Regions from separate parts of the Capsicum annuum genome. Here region 1 is linked to region 2. The links are chromatin contacts, called in public Hi-C maps. All regions are on one chromosome and are shown on one strand. Each heading gives the region's core, a stretch centred on a gene start, on an enhancer-like site or on the middle of the called end of the contact. The rest is flanking DNA. Distances are from core to core; before and after follow the strand shown.

Region 1 (4,535 bases), core at 434-2,933, 180 kb before region 2:
TAATAAACAGTAAAAGTGTGTTACAGATATTGTCTTCCGGGGCGAAGCTATCCTTAGCAAAAAGTTCATCGATAAAAAATTATACTGTATATATAACATATATCACGTACTACTTTATACATAAACCTTAAGCTAAAGAAGTAAAAAACATTAGTATATGCCTCAGGTGAACACACACACACACATATAAATTATACTGTATATATAATGTATATCACATACGACTTTATATATAAACCTTAAGCTAAAGAAGTAAAAAACATTAATGTATGCTTCAGGTGAACACACACACAATAGCGGAGCCAGGATTTTCACTAAGGGGGTTCAGAAATAAACATAGGAACAAATTGTATACACATAAAAAAAAATTAAATCATGTATAAATAGTATAGTTTTTCGCCGAAGGGGTATATATATATATATATATATATATATGTATGTATTAATGTATTAATGCTGACAAAGGACGAAGAATACAACAACAATAAACCTAGTGTATTCCCACATAGTGGGGGTTTGGAGAGCATAAAATGTACGCAGTCCATACCACTACCTCCGGAGAAGTAGAGAGGTTGTTTCCGATATACCCTCGGCTCAAGACAAAGAATAGTAAACAGAGTCGTAGTACGTACCTCATCACCAATGATAGTTTTTGCAGCATTACGTAGTCCCAATTGATCAATCAAAGCTTGTACTCTCAATTTCTTCTTTGATTTTGACAAAGTACGAGGCAATCTAAATTCAGCTGCAAACATTAATGTCTCTTCAACTGTTAACATAGGATATAAAAGATCATCTTGCATGACGTATGCTGATATTACTTTTAATAATCTCGAATCGAGCGGTTCGCCATTTAATGTTATCGTTCCTCCAAGGCTCTCCTTCGCTATCCTATTAGCGAGTCCATCTATCAGGGTCGATTTTCCTGATCCTGATGCTCCTAGGACGGCGACTATCTCGCCGTCCCTAGCCTCCCCAGAGATATCATTCAGGAGGACTTTAGTCCTCGTGAAAAGATTTTCTCCGGGGATGGGATCATCCTCGGTGACAGGTGGTCGCCGGAGAATAGCCGGAAAAGTCATTTTCCGGCGAGTTTTTACTCTATAGGTGAGGTTGTTGAATGAGAGTATAAAAGGGAGAGAATGTTGGGACATGCTTGAAGTTTCACTCATATCGAGAATCCGATGCACCGGAGTTTCATCGCCGGTGACTTCTTTTCTTACGTCGCCCACGCGCTTTAGCATTTGACCTAAGGTGGGTGAAGAGTACGCGCTAGCTTGCGACATTTGCATGGATTGTTGTTGTACTCTTTGATGATCATAAAATTGTCCACTTTCTCCACCTTGCAACATATTCTCCGCTACTATTTTCGACATTACTCGTCACCACACTGACAGTATAAAGAATTTTTGAACGACGAATTATTCAATCGAAAATTCGAGATTTTGGTGTATGTTTATGGAGAGAACATTAGAACAATTGGCAAAAAATGAGATGAATTTTGAGTGAATTTATGGTAATGTGATTGATATATAATGTATTTTTTTTTCTTTTTTGAAACTTTGTAGTAGATTGAAAGTAGGTAAGCAAATAGTGTGTGAAAAAAAGACTCAATAGATTGTCCAAAACAATATTCAAAGTCCCCACAAATATTAAAAACTCTTTGTAATTCTCTACAAGAAAAGCAAAAGAGTTGGAATATTGATTGTTATCTTAATGTATAGCTATATATATAGAGACTAAGATTTATAATTTTTATATTATATTTAATTAATGTTTCATGCTACACATTTACTATATGTGTCATGGTGGGGTAGGAGTGTTAGCTTTTAATAGAAGGACTATATTTTGGTCCAATTATCTTTTTTTTTTTTTCTTTTTATGTTTTTTGTGTTCTTTAAGAAAAATATTTAGTAATCTTAATCATTAAAGTATATAAACATCTCATTTGATTGCTATTCCACTATTTGAACATGGTAGATGTGTAAAAAATTATATATTAAATAACTTTTTTTCTCTTCTAAAATATAAAATATATTTTTTTTAAAAAATTAGTAATGTGAATAGTATATCCTATGTTTGTTAAATATGACTATATGTAAATATTACTAATAAATGATTATACATGGTATATAGTTAATTCATATCATTTTTTTTTGTTTTGGGGGGTTGGGTGGGGGGTGTCCTAAAATTTGTTTATAGTTGAATTGTGGTAAGGGCAATGGAGTTGAGACAAGTAGTAAGGTGACCTAAATCTCCTAATTCTTTCATCTATACAAGTTTTTTTTTTTCTCCTAGGTGGTGGGTTGGGGGTGGGGTACACACGTGTCAGAATGTGATTGGTGGAAGTTTGGACACAAAGAATACAAAGGGTGTTCTATTTTTCTTGTGTCATAATATGGTAGTAGGTATGGATGGTTATCTACTGTTTTGCCAAAAAAATAGTTATATTGTGGTGGAGAAATGAGGGCATGAATAATAAATTAAAGATGATACAATCATATGGGTTATCTAAATAATATTTGAATATTCAATTTCTCATATATGAAGTCTTTGCTTTAGTTTACTAGATATATAAGCCCACAATTGATGCATGAAGTTAGATTTTTTTATGAGTAGAGCATCTACTGACTTCGAATAATTATGAACAAATTTGTTACGATATATTCCAACTTTACAGGAGTGCTATTACCTTTGAACTCAATTTTAGCATTTTTTTCACCCTTTTGTGTTGACGTGCTACGATACACTGAAACTTTACGAGGGTCCTATTAACCTCTTAAATTCAATTTTAGCTTATTTTTGTCACCCTTTTGTGCTGACGTGACACCTTTGACGTAGGCTCCATTTTATGTAATAAAGGTACCACACAGCATAAAAGGGTGATAAAAATATGTTAAAATTGAGCTCAGGGGATAATAGGACCCCTGTAAAGTTGGAGGATGTCGTAGCAACTTTGATCATAGTTCAAGAGGGTACTGGATACTTATCTCGTTTTTTATTTATACATTTATTTATGATGGTGATATTCTAGTCAACTTGTGATCAAGGAATAAATTATTTTGAATACTAGATGATACTATTTTTGAGCTTTTAAACAAAAGTTGAACAAAAAAATAGCTTCTTACAAAAAAAATTTTTTTTTTTTTTTTTTTTTCACTTTTTGGATAACATTATCCAAAATAAGTGCTCTTGAAAAATGTGTAATTCAATTTGTTAATTCTTAGTTAACAAATAAGAGTTTAGAAAGTTTTTCCAATTTGTTAATAGTATATGTAATAGCTCTTTATTGTATATTTTAATATATCATATTACTATGTAAATATAGATTAGAAGTGGGTTAATTCTGTGGTTAATAGCACAAGCTTATTATTTATACAAAAATTACTAATTATGTAGGGCCCCCCAAAGAAAGTTTTATCATGCTATTTAAATGAATTTGAAGTTTTGCATTTCTATCACAAATGTTAAATTATGACATTGGTTATTATAATATCAATTTGAATTTGATAATATAAAAATTCATAAATTTTAAATTCTAAATATTCATTTTGAGTTGGTTTGTTGAAAACAAACTCTATCAAATTCTCAGACCTATTTGTAAAATTACAATAAATATATTATTATTGTCGTCGTGATATTGCGATTTAAATGAAAATTTTTGAATATGAAAATTTATATATATATTTCTATTGCGATTTAAATGAAAATTTTTGAATATGAAAATTTTCATCCATACATGTTTATTAATGGGACCAATATATTCATCATGGTTAGAAATTCTACAAAGAAATATGTGAACCCCATGTTTCAATCACAAATACTTCTTCTTTAAAATATATTTAATTTTTGTATATATATACATATATAGTTTTAGAGGAGCTTAATTTGTGAGAAAATGAAACTAGTTCAAAAAATAATAATAATTGAAATATACAGAAAATTAATATTACTTTGAGGTATATATATCGTTATTTGATTGATTACGACCATATATTTTGATGTATATTATACTGACTACTTATAATCTCACCGTTAGGGGTGTGCATCATGTGTTATTGGTTCGGTTTATTGACTTTCAGTTTTTGAATATGCAAAACCAATAACCAACTAATAAGATATATTTTTTTATCTGTTTTCGATTTATCAATTTTTGGTCCTAAGCGTTTCGGTTTTCGGTTTAACAAATAATAAAATACTCATAAAATAGAAATAGTAACAACTAATATACAAATATAGAATCTTAGTTGCCGCCAAACTCCTACGCAATGCATTTTCGTTAACAAGAATCTTCAAACTTGAACTGAATGTTAGTTAAGAAAAAAACTAAATCCTAGTTGTTGTCAGCTACTGAATGCCTCAAGCTTTTCAATACGACAATACGTGTGCTTTGTATTGTGCCTTTGTTTCCCTGATACTTTGTGAATCACTGAATTGTGAATAAATAGTGTATAATATATATATATATATATATTTATATATATATACAACAACAACAAACCCAGTGTAATCCCACCAAGTGGGGTCTGGGGAGG
Region 2 (4,600 bases), core at 1,476-3,975:
GGGATCGATAACGGGCCTTCCACACAGGACTTCAAACATGACAACACCAAAGGAATAGACATCAGATTTCTCAGTTAGTTGTTGCCTTGTCAAATACTCTGGATCAAGATATCCGAAACTTCCCTTCACCGCAGTACTAACATGTGTTTGATCGATTTCTGGACCAATTTTCGATAGTCCAAAATCAGAAACTTTAGCCCGGAGATTTTCATCAAGCAGTATATTCGAGGACTTGACATCTCGGTGGATGATTGCTTTATGAGAACCAGTATGAAGATAGTGAAGTCCTTTTGCTGATCCTATGCAAATTTCAAGCCTTTGTGTCCAATTCAAATTCGGAAGGTCCGAGCCATATAGATGATCCTTCAGAGTTCCATTCTCCATGTACTCATAAATGATTATCATCTCATCCTTTTCGTTACAGTAGCCGATCAGTGAGACCAAATGGCGATGTCTAAACTGAGACAGCATTTCGACTTCAGTCTTGAACTCCGAAAGACCTTGCTGTGATTGGCGAAATCCTCTCTTCACCGCCACCTTCGTGTTATCCTTCAAAACGCCCTTGTAAACTTTTCCAAAGCCACCAAAGCCTATGATCATGCTTTCACTAAAGTTGTCGGTTGCTTCCTGAACTGCTACAAGAGGGAACTGGTACCCCATATTCAACTTGGAAATGACAGATGCTTCTTTGGCTCCAACTGCTGTATGATTTTCCCCTGTCGACTCATCAACCGCTGTCCGTATTCTACTTCTGCAAAAGAGAATAGACACCACAACCAAAACGACACAAATGATCGATCCTCCAATAGTTGATCCAAGGATCAACCATGTTCTAGTCTTCTTTGAAGTAGGCACCGAGGACTGAATCTCAGCGTCTGAGGCATCAAGACTTCCCTTGAAATTGCTTATTTTCATGATCTCGAGACCATTCAGGAGGCCGTCTGGATATGCACTACCTATATCTGTTGGACCAATGCCAATGCTAATTCTGTGAATGTTCTGTAATCTTTTGACAACATCCATGTAATACGGAGCACCAAGGACATTCGATGTCCTGTTTCTAAGATCAAGATTCCTCGAAGCGGTTTGGGAATTGATCAAGACATTGAACAACAGCTCATGGTCATCCCCTACTTTGTTTGGATCATTGTGGCCAGTTACTATGTCACAAAAGTGGAACCTGATGAAATAATCAAAGCCGGGATCAACATCAAACGACCACGTGATGTTCACCAAAGTGTTTGGATCACCCACTTGCAGCCTCGTGGCAGTTCCATACACCGATGGAGGGGCAATATTCCGAGAAGGCCCTCCTCGTGTATAATTCACATCTTGTATCCTCGATAAAAACTGTATAAGATTCGTGCCTGTTAAGTACCTTCCATCAGGTTCCCAATATCGCCACGAGGTATCATTTTGAGGCAACACAGAAACATTCCCCATATTCACCCTCACAACTGTTTCTAACGCTTTTACGCTCAAACTATGAGCTCCAACATCTACAGGAATAACCTCATCAGGAAGTGAAATAACTTCCAACGCGTTCACAAACGCAAACGAGCTAGCTAAAGGCGTAAACGTAAGAACAAGACTAATACTAGTAATGTTCAAAGTATACTCCTTTACTAAACCAGCACTCAATGGCTCAAACTTCTTGATCAAAGTAAAGTTGTCAACAGAAACACTGAACTTAGCAGAACTCAAATTGTAATTCTCATACATAAACGGATAGAAATATAAGCGAATCCAATGGCGCCCTTGTTTCTTGATCGAAAAGGTGAATTTCGAAGTATCATTGAGAACTCTAGCAGTTTGATAAAGAACTGAACTATAACTAGATGGAATGGACTCTAGACTTGTATTTACAAATACCCTTTGAGAAGAATTCAAGTTATCAGCTAAGAAAATTCTATTACCTATAGTAGTATTTTCAAAGGAACCACAATTTATAAGATAATTATCAACAGGATCAAATTCTAATGAACAAATAATCACACATAACATAGACAATACCAAAACAAACAAATGAAGTAATGCAAAATCCATGATGAGGATCTAAAAAAGACTCAATTTTTAAGTCATTGATCGAAAAAAATGAAATCTTGAAATATACTTAATTTTTGATATCACTAAAACCCCACCACCCTAAATGGATTGAACATTCAAGAAAGTGAAAAAAAAAAATTGAAATAGACTTATATGTGACAAAATGAACCACAAAAACACCAATGGACTAAACTTTCAAGAAAGTGAAAAAAAAAAAAAAACTTTGGAGTCTTGAATGAACTTAATATGTATGATATCAAGAACCACAAAAACACCAAATGGACTAAACTTTCAAGAAAGTGAAACAAAAATAACTTTGAAATATTGAAATGAACTTTATATGTGTGATATCAAGAACCACAAAAGCACCAAATGGACTAAACTTTCAAGAAAGTCAAAAAAAACTTTTAAATATTGAAATGAACTTAATATGTGTGATATCAAGAACTTCTAAAAACACCAAATGGACTAAACTTTCAAGAAATTGAAAAAAAAACTTTGAAATATTGAAATGAACTTAATATGTGTGATATCAAGAAAAACACCAATGGACTAGACTTTCATGCAAGTGAAAAATAGAAGTTGTCAACTTTGTGTGGCACTTAGCATCAAGAATTTGAAGTCTAATTTATGAATGGAGGAAAAATGGTGAAATGCATAACCACTCTTCTGTACATTTCTAACACAAGCTAACAACTGATTTTTAAGAGTATGGAAATTGCAATTTTAGTCCTTCAAGTACCAACAAATTTGGATTTTTGATCCTTGTAGTTTCTAGTTTAAACACATTTAACATTTGGTATTAACAAATATCAAGGGATCATTCACTAGGATGCATTAGAAATGAGATTATCCGGGAGAAGATAGAAGTGGCTTCGGTGGAGGACAAGATGCGGGAAGTGAGCTTATGATGGTTCGGGCATATGATGAGGAGGGGCACAGATGCTCCAGTACGGAGGTGTGAGAGGCTGGCTATGGATGGTTTTAGGCGGGGTAGAGGTAAGCCTGTAGAAAGGTGATTACATATGACATGGAACAGTTACAGCTTACGGAGGATATGACCCTATCAGGTGTAGAGGATGTTGATAGAGGATTATTGCGCAGGAGTACGTTTGTGGTGTATTGGTGATACCTATGTTTTTCGAATAGATATTTTTTACTATCATCTTGTGCGTGTTGTGTTTTAGTTATTATCCTTTTCTATCTGTTACTATAGGATTAGCGTGTAGATGCATGTTTGTTTGTATTTTGTTTATTATATTGTTATCTGTCCTGAGTCGGGATCTATCGGAAATAGCCTCTCTACTTCATCCAAGTTAATTAAAACTAAAATATGTTTTATGAAATATTTCAATGGTCATAATTAAATTTTATCAACAATTGAAGGACCAAAAGTGTAATTATCTCTTAAGAAAAAAAAGTCAAAAAAGTGAAAGTAACCAAAAAAGTATTAAATAAAATAAAAATCTTTTGATATTTGTTGAATGTGGCAAATTGTGTTTGAAGAATTCCAAAAGAAGAATTTAAAAGGGTCTAAAAAATAATAAAATAAATTAAGAGTCAAAGACAAAATTGGTGCATAGAATTATGAACAAAGCTACAAAAAATAAAGAAAAAGACTAGTAGATGTAATTGAGGATAACAGCTATTAGGATAAGGAACTCTCATGTTACATGTGAGACTTTGAAAATGATATTAGAATTACTATCGGAAAATAGTGATGGAGTCAGAAATTTTAATAATAATATATTTAATATATTTTTATGTAGTAAATTTGTAAATGATAGAGTGTATGTAGTTCCTACACTTTTAACAGAGTCAAAAATTTTAACAATTTGAAATTTTTTAATTTACGATCTAAAATAATTATTGAATTTTCGTTGTCACTACAATGAAAACTTCCTTTATACTTTCTCCGTTCAGTGTTACTAGTTATAAATTGAGATGATATATTTATTAAAAAAAATAATTAATAATATGGTCATTTTATCATAATATTCCTATTAAATAGTGTTTGCATTTGCATACTGTCTTGAAATTAATTTGAAGAAAAAACAATTAATGTTAAGGATAAAATAGGAAAAAAAATTATATATGTCAAAAATGATAAGTAAAAATAAAAATTCAATTAAAAAATTAGGAATAAATAAAAGTGAACGGATGGAGTATCAACAACAATGACGACTTTATTATGTTGGTTGTGAATTTATATGAATTCAATAATTATTATGTTGGTTGTGAATTTATATGAATTCAATAAATTTATTCAGATTCTTTATATTAAATTTTTTTTTTCTAAATATCTATTAATAAATCTTTGTGGTCTCTCTAAATTTCGAACATAATAAAAATTTTATTGCACGAAATTATTTTTTTCAAAAAAAAGAAATATGTATCAGTATTTAATCATGAATCAATTATTATTATGTTAACTTGAGGTAAAACTATAAATATTATTTTTTTTTATTTATATAATATAATTTTTCGACGAACGAAATTCAACTAGAACACTTTGGGGTGCAAAGAGAAAGGACAGACAATAAATTTGTCAAAA

The links. A called contact is a pair of places that touch in the nucleus more often than the background predicts.
Region 1: a contact with region 2 is called in a Hi-C map of leaf, with 4 times the contacts expected there. The contact joins the promoter of LOC107871342 here to the promoter of LOC107871339 in region 2. A contact is called at or near these places in 4 of 5 Hi-C or Micro-C datasets (bud, leaf and placenta).

Annotation. Positions count from the first base shown.
Region 1 is chr5:218,984,611-218,989,145 of UCD10Xv1.1, reverse strand. LOC107871342 (ABC transporter G family member 6) reads right to left here and starts at 1,683. Exons shown (of 2, transcript XM_016718249.2): 1 at 633-1,683. The coding sequence starts at 1,376.
Region 2 is chr5:218,807,620-218,812,219 of UCD10Xv1.1, reverse strand. It overlaps LOC107871339 (probable receptor-like protein kinase At5g59700), which reads right to left and starts at 2,725. Exons shown (of 1, transcript XM_016718245.2): 1 at 1-2,725. The coding sequence starts at 2,046.